2 separate regions of the Gossypium arboreum genome follow, and region 1 is linked to region 2. A link is a contact called in public Hi-C data. All regions are on one chromosome and are shown on one strand. The core of a region is the stretch at or near the end of the contact, and the rest is flanking DNA. Distances in the headings are between cores, read along the strand shown.

Region 1 (4,054 bases), core at 1,093-3,592, 210 kb before region 2:
ATGACCAAGGCCAATTTGGGTTGTGTAGGCCCACACGGGCAGGCCACATGGGTATGTAAGCCCATTTTTCTGAAATACTCTGTAAGGTTGCTCGGGTCGCCCAAGTCGACTGGAACCTACTGTAGGGTTGGTAAGAGTTACTTTGACCCCTAATTACGCAATCTGACTATATGATATATGTGTTTTAACATGTTACTCTTATCATGTATACCGATTTACATGTATGATCTGTTAAATTGCATATTGGCATGTCATACTTGTATGTTGCATTGCATCGGGGTTAGGTTGGTATTATTTGGAGGAAGTATTCTGAAAGGCTCTTAAGCCTGATATCTGGTAGCTCTGCTACAATTATCTGATTATGTGCCGTACTCCGGTACAGCATGGTGTGTAGGGATAGGTGGGTTGATTTTATCCCCACATAGTGTGTAGGGTTAGACGGAGTTGCTGTGTAGAGCCTGGTGGGTAGGACTCTGTTATTCTGTTTTGTTCTGCATGGTATATCTGAGATAGGCTAAGGCCCTATTTTGTATCTGATTCCGTATCTGTGTGGGCTAAAGCTCACATCGATTCTGTAATAGACTGAGGCCCGAATTGTTTATATAAAGGACTGATTTCAGATGTTATGCTATGTGCATGGTTTCTGTTGGTATTACACACTGAATTGCAAAAACTCACCCTTTTCTATTTAATCTGTGTAAGTAATCCCCAGACTTGATGGATCAGTACAGCGGAGGGCTCAACGGTGACCACCACGACTGAACTGCTTATTTACGATTTTTGCGATTGCATCGCTTAATTCTTGTTGGTATTTTATGTATGATGGACTTTGGGACTAGTTGGTTTTAATTTGGGATTTTGAACTGTTGATTATGGATTTATAAACTGCAATGCAACAAAGTACAATTTTCTTAAAATAAATTAAGATTTTTCGTATATAAAAACGGTTTGAAAAATTATTGGGTTTCAAAAGCTTCCGTGTAAAAGAAATGTTTTAAAGCAAATCAATTAGTCCACGTCTTCCCGAACTAAGCAAAAGATAATCACTGGAACGGTTTTAAGGTCAATGCGTTTTCAAAAACACTCTCATGTGACATCGCTAGATTCGGCCATAACGTCTAGGCCGAGTTTGGAGTGTTACACAATCCAACCCAACCATAATATTTTATCCCAAAACGTTGAAACTAATCGTTGTTTTTTACACTAACCCATTATTTTTCTTTACCCAAGATAGACTCATTTGATTCTTGATTATTAGAAAATCCCCCTTTTGAAACCTTATCCCTAAAAAATCTGCCTTCGTAGCACCAATCTCGACCATTTTCATTTCAGGCAGATTTGGGGCATTATTCACGGTCAGTTTCATCTCTAGAACTTGATGAGCCTTGGAGCTTCACTGTGACTTCCTCTCAACAATTATCCAAAGCCCAAATAGATCCAATAGCTCCATCACTTTGTCTACCTCTGATAAGTCTTCCGTCGCCTAACTTTTACCTACAACAACATCCTTTGAAGTCCCCACACCCGAGCACATTTCTTTTAAATGGCCAAACCTTTCACAAGAAAAATAAATGAATGGAAGCAATTCAAACTCCACCCTCTGCACCGCTCCGTTAACAAGGATCTGAGAGACTAGAGGTTTCCTTAGATTGATACACATAGCCATCTTGGCAAATTTCCCCATCGACCCTTGTCCGTCTGAAAGTCAAAATTGGTAATACCTATCAAACCCTCTATTTTCTCCAAGATTTGGCACTTATAGAGAAAGCCCAGAAGACTAAGCAATTTGACCCACACCATAGTATTTCTAGGGAAAGCCTAAAGAGGATTAAACTCTAGTGTCCATGTTAAATCGTGAGATACTGACCAAGCACAATCTATGGCCCCTGGGTAAGCACTTTGTCCTAATCATCTCAACTCTGAAACTTAACCAGAAAATATCTATTTTCCACATCCATTAGGTGAAACTGTTGGGAAGGCTTCCAAAGGTTATGAATCCTATTCAATAGTATAGTATATGATAAATTCTGACCAAGTAGCTTTACCACCACCGTAGTCACCATATCTCTAATAAGAACATGTTGAACCCTCTCAGAGAAACTAATAACAAGTATACCATTAACCATAGTTCTCACCACATCTCCATCTAAAAGCTCAAAGTCCTCATCCATACCGGAGCTAGGAGCCCCTCGACCCAAGACTTTATCATTCCATGAGATTTCTAGTGCTAGGATTGAGTCCACAACCATATCATTTTCCGCATCAAAACCCAAACCTTTAAAGTGGACTTTTTTAGTGTTCCGATCTCCGATCGTGTTTTCACCTCCATTGTAATCAACCATCTCCACAGTTGACTAATTGTAATTTTAAAACATTAATATCATACAAAAACGGTAATCCATTAAATAAAAACAATGTAATTTATTTTCGTACGTATTTTAGTAAATAATAACATAGTATTACTTAAGTATTTTTTCACATGTTATTACGGTGATTGGATCATGTGATCATTGATTATAGTTGATGTTAACAAATCCTTAAAATTATTGATAAAATGGTAATTATTAGGAAAACGATAAAAGAATTTCATAAGTTTTTGTTAGTGAAGCTGATTGTAGAAATTCCCAATTTAGATATAATTTCTTTAAAGGAAAATTAGATATAAAGATGGAAGCTGACAGTAAAGGGTAATTTCCATATGAAGCCCCCCGAAAATATCGAAGGTAAAAAACTACGAACTCAACAGCAGCGACCAAACTGGGAAATGAAATGAGAAATAGGAAGGCCATAAACACAAACAATGAGGATATTACCAACATATTACCAGAAGAGTGTATTTCTTACATCCTTTCCTTAACATCCCCAGCCGATGTTTGCCGATCAAAGCTTGTCTCTCCGGTCTTCAGATCGGCAGCTGATTCTGATACCATTTGGGGCAAATTTCTTCCCTCTGATTGTTATGATATCATTTCCAATGCTTCTTCATCATCATCCTCCAAGTTGTTGACTTCTTCCATGTCCAAAACACAGCTTTATTTCCATCTTTGCAAGAACCCCATTATTATTGACAACGGTGCCATGGTAAAACTTTTTATCTTCATTTTTGGTTTTCAATTTTCTTTTTCTTTTTTAAATTTATAATATGGGTTTTTCAAGATTTGGGTAGTTTTCTTTTGATGAAATTAGGGTAGCCCAGTGTATGATTTATAATTAATCTGATCTATTGGGTGTTTGTTTTTATGGAAAATTTAGCTTTAGTGTTATTCTGTGTGGGAACCCCATTAGCCTAGTCTGCTTTATGTTTGGAATTTTCCGGGAAAATTGAAGAGCCAATAGCTTGGAGATCAAATTCATGGTGGTGCAAATTGTAGCAAACATGTTAGGAAGTCCATATAAATGTTTGGATGATTGGAAATTTGGACTCAACCAGGAAAAAGAACTGTGAAAAAGGACAAACCTGCTAAGACTAGAGAGATAGAATATATTAGACATTGAGTTTACCTAGATACATTGATGCCTATGGTAGCAAGAGACTCATATGCGAAAGGAATAATATCTATGTAGTGTTGATAGCCTAGTTGGTTCATGTAGTAACCCTTAAGAAGTGACATCCGATAGGTCTGAAGTGGCAGACTCCGCCTCACTTCACCCGGAATATGGGTCAGAAGTGTTGCATATATTATAACTGCTACATGAATCATAAGTTACTGAGAATTCGTTGGAAGTGTAGTTGTAGAATTAATAATTGCATATGGTGCCTTGATCTTGATTCTTTAGTAACTTGAGCATCAATGAATGGCCAATGTTGTGGAATCCTTTCCTTATTTGTTGATATATATAAAGAAGATTAGTATGTTGACAAACTTGATTCTTCTATACAGAGTTTTGGCCTCGACAAAGCAACAGGGAAAAAATGTTATATGCTGGGGGCCCGACGGCTTTCAATTACTTGGGCAAACACGCCTAGGTACTGGAGATGGAAACGTGTGCCTGAATCTAGGTGTGCCTACTCTTGCTTTCTTTTCTTATTGTATTTAAAAGTTAAATAACTATG
Region 2 (4,071 bases), core at 1,380-3,879:
AATAATCTAACAACAGTTGATAAAATCTTCCTTGATTTGAAAGAGCAATCCAAATCTAATTGAATTTGAATCCTAAAAAATAAAGTTAAAAAACAACAGCTTGAACCCAACCCCCAAAAATATCAAATTCAAAATTCCAAACCCAAGATTACTTAAATCTAAAGCAACTGGAAAACAAAAAGACCGAGATTTGATTCAACCCTCTAATTGCTCGACTTTCACATTTAATTTCTTGGAAGAATAACAAAATAAGCAAAGTTCATGAGTTCAGTGTAATACATAAACCAGACTATTACAGTGAAAGTCTCAAAACATATGCTTTTCACAATGGATTGAAAGGATCCATGAGCTTACAAATATAATTTAGTATGTCCATTCAACTAAGAAGCAGCAATGATAAACTTACAAAAGAGCTTTATCTAAAAGACCAATTTCAGTTTCTGACTATGTTAGCTGATGATAAGAAATAAATGGATTATGGACTTAACACTTAAAAGAACAGAATGTCAGACGATGATTTAAATAAACCTTGAGGCTAGATCTAAATGGGATAAATTCAAGTCCAATAAGATTAACCAACAGACAAGAAATAAACAACTAGCCAAAATGAAAAACCCTCATACTAATTCCTAAAAAAAAGCCATCAAAATCGAAGATTATGAAACTAGATGTCCCTAGACTTTTGCCAGCATATACCTAGTTTCAATGATAAGCCTTCTCAACATTTTACCAACTCTAGCAAAAGGTTGTCACCAGTGACTTGAACCACAATACTGCCTTTCTATTGGGAAGATGATAAATGTAAAGCGGCACTAATAGGGAATTTGGAAACTTTGCTTAAGCTTTGATGATGCTATTTAAATCATATTTCTTAGTGGAATGAAAAAATGAAAAGGATCACGACTCACAATCACCACAAGCGCAAGGGAGACCCCTCCTCAGAACATTATTGAATTTGGTTTTGAAAGTATTTCTCCCCTTAAAGCATAAATTACCGTCATGCCAGAAATTTATATGCCAAACTTTTCCAATTTACGAAATAAAGTTTACATGCAGTTCAAGATGAAACAGAAAAGAAATATAAATAAATTAAGGAGAAAAGATAATATACATTTCATGCAATGCAAAACAGTTGGCTAAAGCTAGCTAAACCTATAGTATATACTTGGATAAATTGCTTAAACTCAACCGAGATAATTAGATTAAAGAAAGGAATGAAGAGGGAAACATACCCAATATCTATATGCAATAACTTCAGCTGGGGTATTCTCTGGAGCACAAGAGCCTAAACTAATTTGCTTAACAGCTTCAATCTGAGCTGCCTCAGGATCCTCTCTGGCACTCAACTCCAAAGCCAGTTGTATTTGATATTCCTCTTCTACATCAGGATCCCTTGAGTTACTAGACCCTGAATCACGCCTTACTGCATCCAAAGCAGCCTCTAAAGCACTAGTAGTAGCTAAATCAGCAGGGTCCATAGTTTCCTCCCTCTTCACATTTGAAGAAGATGGTGGACTGGGACTTTTTCTATTAGCAACTGAATTTAACCAATTGGAAAGACCAGATAATGGTTTATTGTTGTCAGGACTATGATGAGGCCTTGACTGTAAAGGCCTATCACTAGATGATGATACATCACTGGACTTGTTACTCTTCGATGAAGTTGACCCTTGTACATCTTCCGATTGATTAGACATCATATGCAGTTTCTTGAGGAAGTTCTTCATATTATTTCACTAAGATATAGCAGCCAATGCTAAAGAAATAAAAATCTGGCCATAAACATCTCCATTGTCTTGGACCAAGCATGAAATCTAAAGTTCAAACTAATCCAAAAACAAATTTAAGAACCCCCTTTTTTTAAAAAAAACCCAATTACCTTCCACCTCTCGAGATTTCCCAAAAAATCAACCCATCAAATCCAAAATCCAAAACCACCATAATCACAAAACAACCAAGCAAAGTTAGTCAAATATCAGAAAGACCCAGATACTTCAGTTCAAAGGAAACACCCCCACTTTCCTCATACAAAGAAATCCACCAAAAAAAAAAAAAGAAGAGTTTAACAGCATACAAAGAAGTAAACACTTTCTTTCAACTTCAACAACTAAATAAAAAACAACAAAAAATTCCAATACCCAGATTAAGAAAAAGAATGGATCTTCCTTTTTCGGATATAGATAGTAGAGAAGAAAGCATAGAAAAGGGGAGTAGTTTGGAAAATATATATATATATTTAAAAACAAGTAGTGAAGGTAAACACTAAACAGAGGGTAGAGAGAGAGAGAGAGAGAAGGAGCAAAGGACTAACAAGTGGGATTGTAGGACCTCTCGAAAAACAACAACAAACTCTGACCCACTTGATTTATAGAGGCAACAGCCAACAAGGATTTTCGAGGTCCCAAATGAAAAAGGAAAAAAAGTTTTCCAGTTTTTGGTGGCAAAAATACTTTCTTTTTCTTTCTTTGTTTCTTTCTTTCTCTCTATCTCTATCTCTCTCTCTATATTCTTGTCGTCCCCAAACTCTGGTTACAACTTGGAAGGTGGTGGCATGAGCTGGAAATTTGAGGTTAATGGAATCATATTTAACCATGAACTTCATTTCAATGACTTGCTGATGCTTTTTTTCTGTTCTTTGTGGTGAATAATTATTTAAGGATTTTAAAAAATAAAAAATTAAATAAATGGTTAAAATAATTTTTTTATAAAATTAGAGGATTAAAAAAAGTCATTTACTTTTTATTATTATTGTTTGGTTTTGGGTTTCTTCTGCCTATTTTTAACGTGATTTTCGTTTTGTCAGCTTCTATTCGATACCAAGTTTGAAGCCAAAAAGTTGTTCTAACTGCTATTGCCATGAAATTTACTGCAACGGAAAGTAAAAAAAATGTTTTTTTTTTCTTTTTTTGAAGATTACACCTTCTGTAAAGCAATAACAAATTACGGCCGCTTTTGTAAAGCTTTTCATTTTTTGTAAAATTTTAAGGTTAAAATGTGCAATTAGTATCTATACTTATCTAGAATTTGAAATTTAGTCCCTATACTTTAAAAGTTAAAATTTCAATCCTCTTATTTTTTCAATTTAAAATTGTAGTCCAATCATTATCGTTATTTGTAATTTTGTCAAAATTTGTCAATTTTACAATTTTAATTTGTTGTCAATCATATTCAATATTATACTAAAACAGTCTTATCAATATGCCAACTTGACAAATTTTGACAAAAAGTATCAAGAATATTAATGATTTGAACTAAAACTTTAAATTAAAAATAAAAAGACTTAATTTTTAACCTCTTAATTATAGAAATTAAATTTTAAATTTTATCCAAGTACATGGACTAACAACAATTGTTACTCAAATTTTATCTAAATATTTTGTTTTGAGTGAACTACAATGAAAACTTTTGTAATAATAAAATTAGAATCAAATGTACTTTGTAAGAATTTATCTAATACATCTAGTAACCCTTATAAAAGAAATTTGATATAAATAAAACTCTACTTATCAAATAAATATTTTATATAGTTAATACATACACATATACATACTTAAGTTTATATTTTAAAAATATTTAATCAGTTCAATATATATAAAAAATTGTACATTAAAATTAATATTGTTTGAATCGATCGATCGGTTAGTTAGATCGGTTGGATCAAGAACCGATCGAGATATTGGTTCAAAAAGTAATTTTAAATCAATTAAATTGAGAATTGATACAAATCGATTGAACCGACAGCTGAATTGGATTTTTTTAATATAAATTTTAATTAAACTGGTCGGATCGACGAACCAATAACCTAACTGATTCGATCACCAATTCGATCTAAAAATTGTTGATTGAAATCTATTATATTCAAAGTCGAATTTTAGAAATAATATTTAATTAATCTCAATTGAATGCATGTATAATGTAATAGTTTTAAATATACTATTTTTTATAAATTGATTGATTCAATATATTTTTTAAAATATAATATAGACTTATGGTAAGGGTGAATTTGAAAATCTTTAATATATTTTAATTAATACACAATTAATATGTGTATTGCACGAATAAAAGAATTAG

The links. A called contact is a pair of places that touch in the nucleus more often than the background predicts.
Region 1: a Hi-C map of leaf shows a contact between it and region 2, with 2.7 times the contacts expected there. The contact joins the promoter of LOC108455802 here to the promoter of LOC108456691 in region 2. A contact is called at or near these places in 2 of 5 Hi-C or Micro-C datasets (both in leaf).

Annotation. Positions count from the first base shown.
Region 1 is chr9:51,569,135-51,573,188 of ASM2569848v2, reverse strand. LOC108455802 (F-box protein PP2-B11-like) reads left to right here and starts at 2,342. Exons shown (of 3, transcript XM_017754350.2): 1 at 2,342-3,081; 2 at 3,882-4,000. The coding sequence starts at 2,770. All of the region lies in intron 1 of LOC108479099 (a long non-coding RNA gene), which reads left to right.
Region 2 is chr9:51,363,626-51,367,696 of ASM2569848v2, reverse strand. LOC108456691 (probable serine/threonine-protein kinase SIS8) reads right to left here and starts at 2,629. Exons shown (of 13, transcript XM_017755286.2): 1 at 1,233-2,629. The coding sequence starts at 1,727.